Regions from separate parts of the Gossypium arboreum genome. Here all the other regions are linked to region 3. Evidence: chromatin contacts called from public Hi-C data. All regions are on one chromosome and are shown on one strand. The core of a region is the stretch at or near the end of the contact, and the rest is flanking DNA. Distances in the headings are between cores, read along the strand shown. Region 1 holds the start of LOC108459254. Region 2 holds the start of LOC108458459. Region 3 holds the start of LOC108465591 (protein LOW PHOTOSYNTHETIC EFFICIENCY 1, chloroplastic).

The links. Hi-C and Micro-C count contacts between places; a contact is called where the count stands out from the background.
Region 1: a contact with region 3 is called in a Hi-C map of leaf, with 4 times the contacts expected there. The contact joins the promoter of LOC108459254 here to the promoter of LOC108465591 in region 3. A contact is called at or near these places in 2 of 5 Hi-C or Micro-C datasets (both in leaf).
Region 2: a contact with region 3 is called in a Hi-C map of leaf, with 3 times the contacts expected there. The contact joins the promoter of LOC108458459 here to the promoter of LOC108465591 in region 3. A contact is called at or near these places in 3 of 5 Hi-C or Micro-C datasets (all in leaf).

What each region holds. Positions count from the first base shown.
Region 1 is chr4:25,329,963-25,334,477 of ASM2569848v2, reverse strand. LOC108459254 reads right to left here and starts at 3,029. Exons shown (of 4, transcript XM_017758600.2): 1 at 2,497-3,029; 2 at 1,993-2,167; 3 at 1,529-1,806; 4 at 1,199-1,437. The coding sequence starts at 2,931. The coding sequence ends at 1,321. LOC108459967 reads left to right here and starts at 3,861. Exons shown (of 1, transcript XM_017759361.2): 1 at 3,861-4,515. The coding sequence starts at 3,990. It overlaps LOC108458328 (succinate dehydrogenase [ubiquinone] iron-sulfur subunit 2, mitochondrial), which reads left to right. Exons shown (of 2, transcript XM_017757679.2): 2 at 1-250. The coding sequence ends at 97.
Region 2 is chr4:25,376,016-25,380,284 of ASM2569848v2, reverse strand. LOC108458459 reads left to right here and starts at 3,003. Exons shown (of 10, transcript XM_017757868.2): 1 at 3,003-3,504; 2 at 3,636-3,744; 3 at 3,835-4,027; 4 at 4,132-4,268. The coding sequence starts at 3,411.
Region 3 is chr4:25,563,515-25,567,908 of ASM2569848v2, reverse strand. It overlaps LOC108465591 (protein LOW PHOTOSYNTHETIC EFFICIENCY 1, chloroplastic), which reads left to right and starts at 1,299. Exons shown (of 1, transcript XM_017765957.2): 1 at 1,299-4,148. The coding sequence starts at 1,702. The coding sequence ends at 3,927.

The sequences.
Region 1 (4,515 bases), core at 1,780-4,279, 240 kb after region 3:
TTGCCATACAATATTGAACTGTGCTCGTGCTTGTCCAAAGGGGCTGAACCCGGGAAAGCATATCGCACACATCAAGCATCTTGAGCTTACTGCTTGAAGTCTCAATCTCCACAAATAAGATGTTAAAACCAGGCAATCTGGATTTTTTTTTCTTGTGAGGATTCCTTGAACAATTTGCTTTGATTTAATAACTGTATTCTCCCTCACAATTGTACTTAATCTTGTTTTTCAAGTGCTGATTTTGGTTTAATTGATCCTTATTTTTGTTTGTTGCATTTAATCTAATATAATAACATTCAGATTGGTAGGTTTGATCATGCTGTTTTTGCTAGAGATTTCGGAGTTTTGAGTATCCATCTAATTTCCAACCAACTATAGTAGAAAGCAAAACAAATTATAGTAAACAATTACTTCTGAAGTAACTAACTACACAAACATTGCATTCAATCATTGTGGCTCTTATTATATATGTTCCGAAAGAATAAGAACTTGGCTTGGTTTGGATGATTATCATTGATCATCATAGTTTCGGGATGAATCATTAATATACTCGCAGAAAGTGTATGAAAGTGAACTTTCCATTTTCAAATTCTAACGTAACGAGTTAGGTCCACCATCTATGAGACTTAAGCAGAATTATATATATATATCAAAACAGGTGCCAAAGAGAGAACTTCACCTTCCAAGTATGTTCTACAATGGTGAAGTGGTTAATAATAACATGGATTTTTGCCCTCATCTTTTCTAATGTCGTTCAAGCCAGCAATCGCCTTTCAGTCGGCTTTGAGCCACCAAAGTATGTAACCATTACAGGTGATGTGATTAAACTTGGATCATCCACTTTATTTAGATCATATTTCATGCTAATTTTCTTTCTTAAAAACATGGACTTGACAACGATTTTTCATGCACATCGATGCATAAGACATGAGTCCGGCTCTAATATTTCAGTTATCTTGTTCAAACAGGTTGCAACAATGATTGTGATACAGCTTGCTGTAATTGTGACATTGAGAGACAGCCACCGATGTGCACCTATTGCTGCAAAGAAGAGATGTCTGCTACTGCAAAGCAAGATCACAAGAATGGATTAAAGTTTTCAAGGCCCTAGGCACACAATCACCTTTCCTTGTATAACACAAATGGGAGTCTTCTATCATTAGAAATACCACAAGTCGATGAAAGGCAGGCACTTAAATTCGTTCGTATTCAATTATTAATTTATTTCAATAAAATCATCAATCTTACAACACTTAGTATCACATTAGGAGATACGAATTTATAGTAAAAAAAAAAAAGCTTTCGTAGCCTCGAGGTTCCTCAATGAAAAAAGTTCTTCCTAGAAAGACCAAGGAACACGGTTGCTGATGAGATTTGTACCTTGAGGTCAGCAATGTCAACGTCATGCCCACCTTCTACTAAACCCCATTTATCCACCTACAAATATACAAGAGATGTCTCAAGTTACATGATATATACATGCATATGCATGTGTTAGCATAATAGATTTTACTGAAATGAAAAGAACCTGCAAATCTTCCTCAAGTCTAATCAACTCGATTGCTTCCTCAATCTGCAATTTACCACGAAAAATTCCTAGAGCAATAACCAATGAATGTGCCGCAGCTGCAAGGGCATCAATTGCTGCCAATTCACAGTCATCTGTCTTCTTCAGAAGGTTTTCAACAGCCTTTGAGAGACCTTCCCCTTGCTTCCCACCAAAGAAGCTAGAGTACACAATAGGCTGAAAGCCAAATTCAGAATTTAACCAAGAAAGTAAAGGATCAACTTTCTCAACTTGCCTTGCTGCAAAAAAAAAAAAAAAAAAAAGCCACAATGCCAGATATTATTGCATTTTGGTGTTCACACTGAATCAATAATATAATCATGAGACAAAACGAAAAGGAATTTGGTTTTCCATCAAGCACATGCCTGATGATTCAGTATCAAAGTACGATATGATACAGTCAAAGTATGAAATAACCTACACACCATGAACACCAGCCGTCAAAGTGTTATCCTCTGGTGCACGACAGAACACTAAGTCCTGATCAAATTTCTTCATCAGATGTTCAATGATCTTCTTGCGTGTGAGAGGAACTCTTTCCAGTGCCGTGCAAGCAAGTTTCATCAATGGCATCGTAAAGGGTCTGATTCCATCTGTTTGCTAAAAACAATTAACATCTTATTAGTCATTAAAAAACTCACGGAACCGACTTTGTACAATACTTCACAATTGGACCTAAGATGATCAACTAAAACATATAGACTACATCTTTTGGATTCACCCTATCCACATTCTGAAGTTACCATTCATCAAACGACACCCAATTCAGACAAGATCAAGTCATACCACATAACAAAAATCCAAAGACACCCAATGCAAAGACTAAGACTAAGCTAGCAACAAACTCAATCTCAAAAGGAAAGCCCCAAATTTTATAAAACAAAATAAAGAATTACAGTTAATTAAAAAAGAAGAGAAAAATGATCTACCTGATATTCCCATTCAGCAGCAATGGCCTTAGCAAGAGCCAAAGTGGGTAACTTGAGAGGCCTTTTAGAAGGGGTTTTAAGAGTCCTATAATCAAGCATAACAGTCCATCCAACTCCATCATCAGACTCTCTCGTAGTAACTTTCTCATAGAATCTCTTCCCAACTATCGATCCAGTCATGAACGACATCGGCATCGTCACCGACGTCGTCTTTTCGGTGCTCGCATTTGAAGTCGGTGGCTTTATGTATATACTATTATCGTCTTTCTCTTTGTTGTTATTGGCGTTGTCGAATGCGAAGGAAGAAGAAGATGGACCGTCGGAGGGGTTGCCATGGGCGGTGGCGATAGAACTGAAATTTAGAGAACGGAGGGCCGAGAGGAAGTTGGGATGTTTAATGGGTTTTAATGCTTTGTTTAAAAGAGAAGCGGCCATCGATTCTTTTTTCCTGAGAAAATACCCGGGGGGTTGGTTCTAGAGCTTTGCTATAGGGTTTTTTTCCATTGAAGCAAGGGGGCGAAAAGCCAGAGAAAAACGTCGAATGGGCTTTGAGCTGAGGCCTCATTAATTCGTTTACGGGTGCTGAATGGTGGTGGGTAAGTTTGAAAGAGGCCTAAAACTCCCTAGTTTAACTGGGCTAAATTCTAGATTTTGGATTGTTTGGGTATATTCAGTTTCTAAAGTTTAATTTAATTAATTTTAGTTTTGTATTTTTAAAATTTGTCAATTTATGTTTTATAGTTTTTGAATTTTAAAATGTTAGACTTGACTAAACGATAACAGTTAAATTTATTTAGTTAAATACTTTTACCAATATTATATTACACGTGTTGTTGTAGATTTAGTATGTATTCTCTAACTGAATCATTCTTAGTCATTATATTTTCTAAATTTCATATTTTCAATTTTAATACAAGCGACAATCATTAAATTTAATAACTCATTTTTTAGTAATATATAGAAATAGCAAGGAAACATGGTATTGTATTACACAATTGATAATATGTTTGTTGCATCAATTTTAGAAATAGTAGAATTTTACTTAATGAATTTAATAGCTACCATTTGATTAGGACTAAAATTTAAAATTATAAAAGTACAGAGACTAAAAATGACTAAATTAAAGTATAGAAACTAAATTCAGAACTTTCACATAGTATACGGACTAATAGAAGAATTAAACCAAAAAGGGAATGTTGACTTCTTTTTAATATATATAGAAAAAAAAGGCAGCAGCAACTTAGTCAAAGAAAGCAACTAATTCCAACACCTTGTTTGCCAAGTTTACCAATTTGTTTAATTTATTATATTCAGCTGTCACTGATCAATTATTGTTATAAGCTTTCTCCACACGTAGCTTCGACCGAATTTTGAAGTCCTTGCTTCCCAAGCTTTGTCCCTTCAAAATCCAAAACATATAAAAAGAGTCACAAACCACGTTTATCCTCATCCATTATCATTCCTTTTAGCCCACAATCACTTTCTTACCAAAAATGAAGAGGGAAGGTCGTCAACATGGTATGGTTAGGACGTACAGGGTCCTCCCGTCTCCATGGAATCCGAGACCTGAACCCCGGTTCGTTCAACAGGTCAATTCACCTACAACAGCCGGGTTGTTCACCAAAGTTCCTGTGGAGCCTACTAACCATTCCAAGTTTACCGGACGATGCGGTAGGCCTCGGTGCCTAGGGTGTCACATGCACCCGGCTTTTAAGTCCAAGGATAAGGCAAAGGGTACTCATAAGTTTAGGTCAAATGATATGGCCACAAACTATAGGTTGGTCACCTGGAAAGTGGTTGATAAAAGGCCTGGTTTGAATTTTTCAGGGTTTTCAGCAGCAAGGATGTTGGACCATTTATCTAGTGACTATGAAGGTTATGATAATGATGATGATGATGATCAATGTCATGTAGTTAATGATGGTTTAAAAGCGAGTTCTCAATCTCAAGAAGAGGTAGAAAATCATGAAGGTAAGACTGAAGATGATGATGAGAAACATGAAGGTGTTGATGTTGATG
Region 2 (4,269 bases), core at 1,754-4,253, 190 kb after region 3:
TTATGTGCTACTTTGGAAGATCAAAACCATAAGAACAAAAGATTTCAAGAAATCCATGTATTCAGGTACGTTTCTGCATCTAATTTTTTTTCTTGATTTGTTATTGATGGTTTGACATGACAAATCTTGATTTACAATTTCAAGTTTATATCAGATCTTGTTTTTACGGCTCAATACTACAATTATTTTAATAAACTTATCGTTCATCTCTACATTTACCAAAAATGTTTAAGGTTGTTCTCATTAAACTAACTAGCTAATTAGTTGTATCTAATATGGTTCCTAATTCATGTTTCGCGTATTGATTATTTGTTTATGTTAAAGGATAGAGTAAAAATTTGAAGATTAAAATATGTTTTAAGTCCGTAGGTTACACATTGTTGGGAGCGATAGCTACAAACCTCGACAGGATTTATTTTCATGGACCGTAAAATGAATATGAAGATACATTGGTCATACAAAAAAATTATATAAGTTTCTATATATTTTGTACATTTTAAATTTAGTTCTTCTACTTTTTGCATTTAAAATTTTAGGTCCAATTACAATTGTTAAAATTCTTTCATAATTCACTGGTATGATATTTTGAAATTAAAAATATATATATCCACTTGGTTGTCATGTAACAAAAAAATAATGTTGAAAATGTAGAGATGTAGATTTTTCTCTTAAAATACCTATTTTAACTCGTCATGTTAAAATAATTTTTTGTTGAAATAGTCCTGTTCTTAAGAAAAATTAATGTAAGACATTTTATTAAATTAATTAACAATATTAACTTTAGACTAATGAATGATATTATAAAAGTAGATTGATCCAATTATGTCAACAATTAAAGCATATAGATTAAATATCAAATTTCATTCTAATACCATAAATATTACATGTGTTACTATTAATTAGTTTTGAACTACATATTTTATTATATATTATATGTTATTTTAAATGTATGATGTATATATATTTATACGTGTAATAGAATTTCTAATATGTAGTTATAGAAGTATTTACAAAAAACAGTATATAATAAATAAAAAACAACAAAAATGATAAATAAATGATGATAAGATTGGGAACCACATTATGACAACATATAAGTTTATTTAAGTTACGAAAGCTACTGTATTAAGGTTGCTTGAAAATCTTAGGTGTATCTTTTTCTATCTTTTAACAAAGAAAAAAAATTATATCAATATATGAATGTGTTGCGTTAAGTTTTATATAATTATGAAATATTTTAAATGGTAAAGTACACTAACTCTCAGTCAGCTTTAATTTCAATAATAAAAGAATTACTTAATTTTCAACTTAATAACTAAATTTTTAAAAATAATAAACAGTTATCACTAACTATTTTTCATTATAGACATAACGGAGTTGTTATTTTTCATCATTCACTACTCTTTCTTCTCTTACTACCGTTCTCCCATCCTTCCACCTACTCTGATTCTCTCTCCCCCACTATCCCTTTTCCTCTGCTAATCCACTCACCTTTCAAACTTGTTTTTATCTCCCACAATCATAGGTCTTGTTCTTCCCAACCAAAAAAATTTTCAATTAAATTGCAAGTAAAAAATCTCAACTAAATACATAAAAAATCTTAAATTTATAATATTATAGAATACTTCAAACATAATTACCATATAATAAAAACAAACCAAATGTCTACTTCCAGCCTTATTAGTAGTGGAAAATTTAGTTGATGGAATGTTAGATCCTTTTTTCATACTCCACTCCAAGCAACTCTTTCACCCTTTCCATGGCCAAACTTTTTCTATTATTTGAAGTGTGCAAGTTATAGAACGTTGATTTTTGTTTTAAAAGATAAAACAACGTGGCAAAGAAACCATTTGAGAAACCAAAATTCATGTCTTTTCCCAGTTTGGGATGTAAATCAAGTCAATTAGCCAGTTGGTTACTTGAGAGAAAACTTGTTTATTTGAAAATTTAAACTTTTTTTAATATTTTATTTCTATTAAACTATTAAATATTATAACTTTTAATGAACGTATTGCATAAAAGATGTTAAAAACAATATCATAACGAATCAACCCAGTGACCACGAAAAAAGAACAAAAAAAAGAAGCGGAAGGATGAGTAATAGGATTCTTTGTCATGGTAGATAATGGACCACTAATCCTTTTTTTTTTTTAAATAAATTGTTTTTAAAGAAAAAAAGAGAAATTTTCTAAAAAAATAAATCGAAATCTTTTCCTCAAAAAAAGAGTTCGGAATCCCAAACTATGATTTCTCCAACTAGAAAGGGGAAATAATGAAATATTTGTTATTTTCTAATTAGGCTGGATATTCTTTTATTGACGTATAATCCTAACAAAATGTATTGAAATTTTGATTATTCGCAAAATCGTGTAGGAATCAAATAAAGTTTAATCGCATCTGAAACCTTTTGAATTACATGCATAATTTACATATGTTTTGCATTAAAACGTGTTTAAGCTTTTTTTTTTTCCTTTGCTTTAATGTTTTAAAATGTTAAATGTAAAATATAAGGAATAGCATTTTATGAAAATTGAAAGGAAAGTTTTTTAAAATGTAAAGTGTTAATAGAAAAAAAGAAAAAGTATCCATTCCGCTTGTCATATTTTATTAAGTAATAATCAGAGAGCACTTAATTTTTTTTTTTTTTTTTGGTTGAATGAAAGAAGAACAGTCTCTTTCTCTTAAAACATATTTTAATAATTTTCGAACAGCAACGATCAAGATGCCGACAACACACGGACCAAGGTTTGAGACACAAAGGTCAATTATTAGACACCACGCGCACTTTTAATCACGCGTCAGCCCATGCAATTACTTTCCTACGTGGCATGGTGATGAACAAGGGTGACATTCAACTATAAAGTTAGGTTTGCTGTTAAAACCAAACCAAAAGTTTTACAAGGATATTGCCATGGCCTTTTTTTTTTTTAATGTTTCCCACGACCTAAATTTAGATTCTTTATTAGTTTTGACATTGTTTTCCAATTATTTTGTCTGATTCAAATGGAGGCACAGTATCTCAAGATTGCTTAACTTCCATTTCAGGCCAACCCCCTCCCCACCCCCTCCCCGGGGAAATTTTAGTTGAAAAAAAACAAAAAAAACAAAGCTAAACATTTCTTTGCTTATTCCAAGCTTATTGACTGATTTATCAACTGTCAAATATGCTCTTAATCTGCACATCCCATGTGATATTTTTCAAATAGTTTTACATTCAAAGCTTTAAGCTTTTATCAAACCAAGGGTCCCAGACTCTCAAATATTTTGGCAGTCCCATTGTGATTTGGAGCCAGCTACCGAGATAAACTATACTTAATTTTTTTTTTTGGAAGTTTTTGATGTTGGGTTTTGAGGCAAATTGGTTATAGTGGACTAGGACAGTTTAAACAGTGTTGAGATCTGGAGAAAATATGGAGGCTCCAAAGGGGTTTTTGGCTACTTTATGGAACTTTATATGCTTTCTACCTTACTTCTTTGGCTTGCTACTGTTAGGCACAATTAAAGGTGAGTGATTTAAATCTGTTTTTATGTTGTTTTTAGGACATGCAGTTTAAGGAAATACATTCAAATTGGTTATGTTTTTGTTTTTGTATCCAACTAAAGAATTGAAATCTTGCACTGCATTATACATTCAGGAATCGTTTTCTGCCCACTGATATGTCTTATTATTACAATCGGAAACTCATCCATCATATTAGGGCTTTTGCCATTTCATGGTTACTGGACCTGTTATAGCATTGTGAGGTGATTTTCTTGCCCCCTGACTTTCCCATTTGCTTTGCCTCCATATTATTTTATTCGGTTTCTTACTCTGTTTATCTCTTTATTGAGCAGAACTAAACTATTAGGACCATTTCTGAAGGTCTTTATTTGCGTATTCCTACCGGTTGTCTTGATATTATGGGTCGTCGTTGGCATTGTTGGAAGTAGCATAGGGGGTTTATTGTACGGCTTTCTTTCACCGATATTTGCTACTTTTGATGCTGTAGGAAAAGGAAAGACCAATGTGTTTGTCCATTGTTTTTATGTATGTCTTAAGCATCCGTGTTCCGATAATATAAATTTTTTTCATAGATTAACATCTCTTGTTCTTGTATCATGAAAGGGAGACTAATATCGATTTGTTTCCAGGATGGCACACTGAGCTCTATCAGTGGCAGCTTCACTGTAGTCAGGGATTTCTATGATGTTTGTTTCCATTCCTATGTCTCGTTAATGGAAGACCTGCGACAGAAAGGGCCTCCAAATGGAAAATACTACGAGATTAGG
Region 3 (4,394 bases), core at 50-2,549:
ATTTTGAAACATTGAGTTCTTGTACTTTTTTATTTAATTTTGACGTTGTAATATCAAAGGTAAAATAACTTTTTAACCTTCAACATTTATAATTTTTGTCAATTTGGTCCTTACCCTTTAAAAATACATGAAAATTTTAAAATTATTTTTTCATATTTTAAATGAAAACATAAAATTTTTAAAAATGATGATTTTTAAAATAAAAATTTATGAAAAACATTAAAAATTATTTAAAATTCAAAAACAAAAAACAAAAAATATTTTAAAAATATAAACAAAAATTCCAAAATTCAATGTTATCTAACACAAACCTAATCGGACCGGCCAGCCACACTAGGAACTGATTAGTGTATCTATTCGGTGACAGGTAAAAAAATCGATTAATGCACGAACCAGTTTGGGCTAATTGAACTGACATGAAAAGATCAATTGAACCGATAATTAAATTAATTTTGAATCGGTCTAACCAGTTTGTTCCCAAAATGACTAATCTAAGCGGCTCAAAGCAAATAAATAATTAAAAATAAAAAATATTAAAATCGATTCAATTTCCAGTTCAATTTATTTTTTTAGCCCAGTTCGCAAATGAATCAATTTTTAAAATTTTTAAATGTTTTAGCCCTTAACATTTACAATTTTTTTATCAATTTGGTTAATACCTTTTAAAGTATATAAATTTAAAAAATAATTTTTTATTATTTTAAACGAAAAACATAACATTTTAAACAAATATAATTTTTAAATAATAATGTCTATAAGAAAATAAAAATTCATTAAAATTCAAAAATAGAAAACTATAAAAAATTCAAAATTCAATGTTTATTGAATTAAGAATCAACTGGGGTAACGGTTCGGTGAGAGGTAAAAAATTGGTTGGCAAAAGAACCGATGCGAAATAAATGAATCAAGCTAAAAAATCAATTAAACTGTGAGTTGAATAAATGTTTATAATTTTTAGTATTTTTATTTTTTAATAAATTATTTACTTTGAACTGGTTAGGATAGTCATTTTGGGAACCAATTGGTTAGACTAGTTCGAAATTGATTCAACTGAGTCTTAGCTCGGTACAGCTAGTCCGTACTGATTTGCGAGTCAACTGATTTTTGATCTCTCATCGGATTGATACCCTAGCCGATTTTCAATCCAACCAATTGGTCCAGCCCAATTTAGCTAACATTGAAATTTAGAATTTTTTTTTATATTTTAAAATATTTTTATATTTAAAAAAAATTAATTTTTTTAAAATTTTATGTTTTTATTTAAAATATGAAAAAAAAGAATACGAATAAGCTTGTGCTTATTGGACATTAGCCCATTTATGACAAAGAAAACCCAAACATGTTTTCTTTTTCTTGCCACACAATGACGAATTTTTGTCTGATTTTTGGCTCCCTCACCTCTCCAGCTCTCCTTGCAATTGAATGGCTGTGAATAGACCACAGCAGAAGAACACAACCAACTTATATCCACCCAAGCTATCATCTTTCAGATGCCTTAGCCTTGTTCTTTCATCGTTTTTCATTTTTATATTCTTAATTGTATGTCAATTTGTAGAAACTCCTGTCAGTTCAGGACTGAAGTCACTAAGCACTTGCAAAGACTAAGGAGCACCGATGAATCTATCATGAGATTGTAGTAAGATATTTCCTTGCTTCTTTAACTCTGGGTATTTCTTAATTTTGTAAACTTTTTTCGTAAAAATGCAAGCTTTAAGTATCTGGCCATCACATGGTGGCTCTTTGGTAGTACCCCATTTGGATTTTGAGCATGATTCTTCCTGTTTTGCATCTATTAAACCTAGAAGCAGGAAAAAATGGAGTCTTATTGACGGTAGAGGTCATAGTTTCTTATTGCTTTCAAGCTATGCAAGATTTAGTAGGAGTGAGACTTGTTGCAGGAACTTGAATTGTTGTTTGAGATTTGAATTCCTCTGTTGCTACTCCCAATTGAAAGTTGTCCTCTTCTGTGAGCCAAAGGGAGGTTCTTCTAGTGGGTTGGTTGCATCAGCTTGGGCATTGGAGCAACAAGAAACTGGGAATGAACTTGAGAGAGAAGGATCATACTCAAAGGATGATGATAATGGCAATGGGGATAGAAGTGAGGAAGTGGATATTAGTAGTGAGGGAGAAGCTGAGTTGGAGAGTGCAAGGATTGATGTTCGGGCTCTGGCACGCAGTTTACAGTTTGCTAAAACTGCAGATGACATAGGAAAGGTTCTCAAAGATATGGGTGAACTGCCTCTCCAAGTACATTCAAGCATGATTAGTGGTTTTGGAAGGGACAAATACATGGATGCTGCAATGTCCCTTGTTGAGTGGCTCAAGAGAAAGAAGAAAGAAAGTGGTGGAGCCATTGGCCCAAACCTTTTCATATACAACAGCTTATTGGGTGCAGTGAAACACTCCAAACAATTTGGTGAAATGGAGAAAATCTTGGATGATATGGCTGAGGAGGGGATCATTCCCAATATTGTTACTTATAATGTTTTGATGGCAATTTATGTGGAGCAAGGAGAAGCTACAAAGGCCCTAAATGTTCTTGAGGAAATTCAAGAGAAGGGCTTCAGTCCGTCGCCGGTGTCCTATTCTACTGCCTTATATGCTTATCGTAGAATGGAAGATGGGCATGGAGCTTTGAAGTTCTTTATTGAATTAAGAGAAAAATATGTGAAGGGAGACATTGGAAGAAATGCGGATGAAAATTGGGAATATGAGTTTGTTAAGCTTGCGAAATTCACAGTTCGTATTTGCCAACAAGTCATGCGGCGGTGGCTTGTTAAGGACGAAAATTTGAGCACCAGTGTGCTGAAACTCCTGAGAGATATGGACAATGTTGGGCTTAAACTTAGTAGGGAAGATTATGAGCGCCTTATATGGGCTTGTACCCGTGAAGAACATTATCTTGTTGCAAAAGAACTTTATAGCAGGATTAGAGAAAGCTTTTCAGAGATAAGCTTATCTGTGTGTAACCATTTGATTTGGGTAATGGGGAAGGCTAAGAAGTGGTGGGCTGCTTTGGAGATATACGAGGATCTATTAGACAAGGGACCAAGTCCTAATAACATGTCCTATGAATTGGTTGTGTCTCACTTTAATATATTACTTTCAGCGGCCAGACAACGAGGAATATGGCGATGGGGTGTCAGGTTGCTTAATAAGATGGAAGAAAAAGGCCTTAAACCTGGCAGCAGGGAGTGGAATGCAGTCCTTGTGGCATGTTCCAAGGCTTCAGAAACTTCTGCTGCTGTGCAGATATTTAGGAGAATGGTGGAGCAAGGGGAAAAGCCCACCATCATCTCGTATGGAGCATTGCTCAGTGCCCTCGAAAAGGGTAAACTCTATGATGAAGCCCTCAGGGTGTGGGATCATATGATAAAGGTTGGTGTTAAACCCAACTTGTACGCTTATACAATCATGGCTTCAATTTTCACTGGACAAGGAAATTTCAAAATGGTTAATGCAGTCTTTCAAGAAATGGCATCATCTGGTATTGAGCCAACGGTGGTCACATACAATGCAATTATTAGTGGGTGTGCTCGGAATGGCATGAGCAGTGCAGCATATGAATGGTTTCACCGCATGAAAGTCCAGAACATCTCACCAAATGAGATCACATATGAGATGTTGATTGAGGCTCTGGCAAATGATGGTAAACCAAGGCTTGCATATGACTTGTACATGAGAGCTCAAAATGAAGGCCTTAACCTCTCCTCAAAGGCTTATGATGCTGTTGTGCAGTCATCTCAAGTTTATGGAGCAACTACTGACTTGAGTGTTTTGGGACCTAGGCCACCAGATACGAAGAAAGTTCGAATTAGAAAAAATTTGACTGAATTCTGTAACATAGCTGATGTTCCACGACGAAGTAAACCATTTGACAGGAAGGAAATTTACATCCCACCCAAACAAGAAAACCTAAGCCTTTAGGTACTCTGTAGGATTGAAAGTTTTTACATGTTCAATGTTTGTACATTTGAATTTTCAGGTATAAATCAGAATGACATACCACAATTTAAAAGCTTATGTTTACATGTGTATTGTGCTAATATCTCTGGCTTGTAACATGCGCACAATTCCGTTTTTACCTGTTTGATAATCGTACTGTATGAAGAAAAGATGCTATCCATAAAAGGCGATATTTTAGATAATGGATTCCACCATTGTTAGATGTTACCTGCCATTAAAGAAGTGACGATGGTGGTGGTTTATTTCTGTTCATAATCCCATAACACTGGTTTAATGGTACAGCCTAACATCCATTACGTTATCTGCTAGCTGTCACATTTATAAAAAGGAGAATTTTGTATCCCGGGCTTATGCAGTAGTGACATTCAGTATGTCCAAGTTTGGATTTCAGCATCGGCAATTTTTCCTCTATTGGGAAACAATGGTCT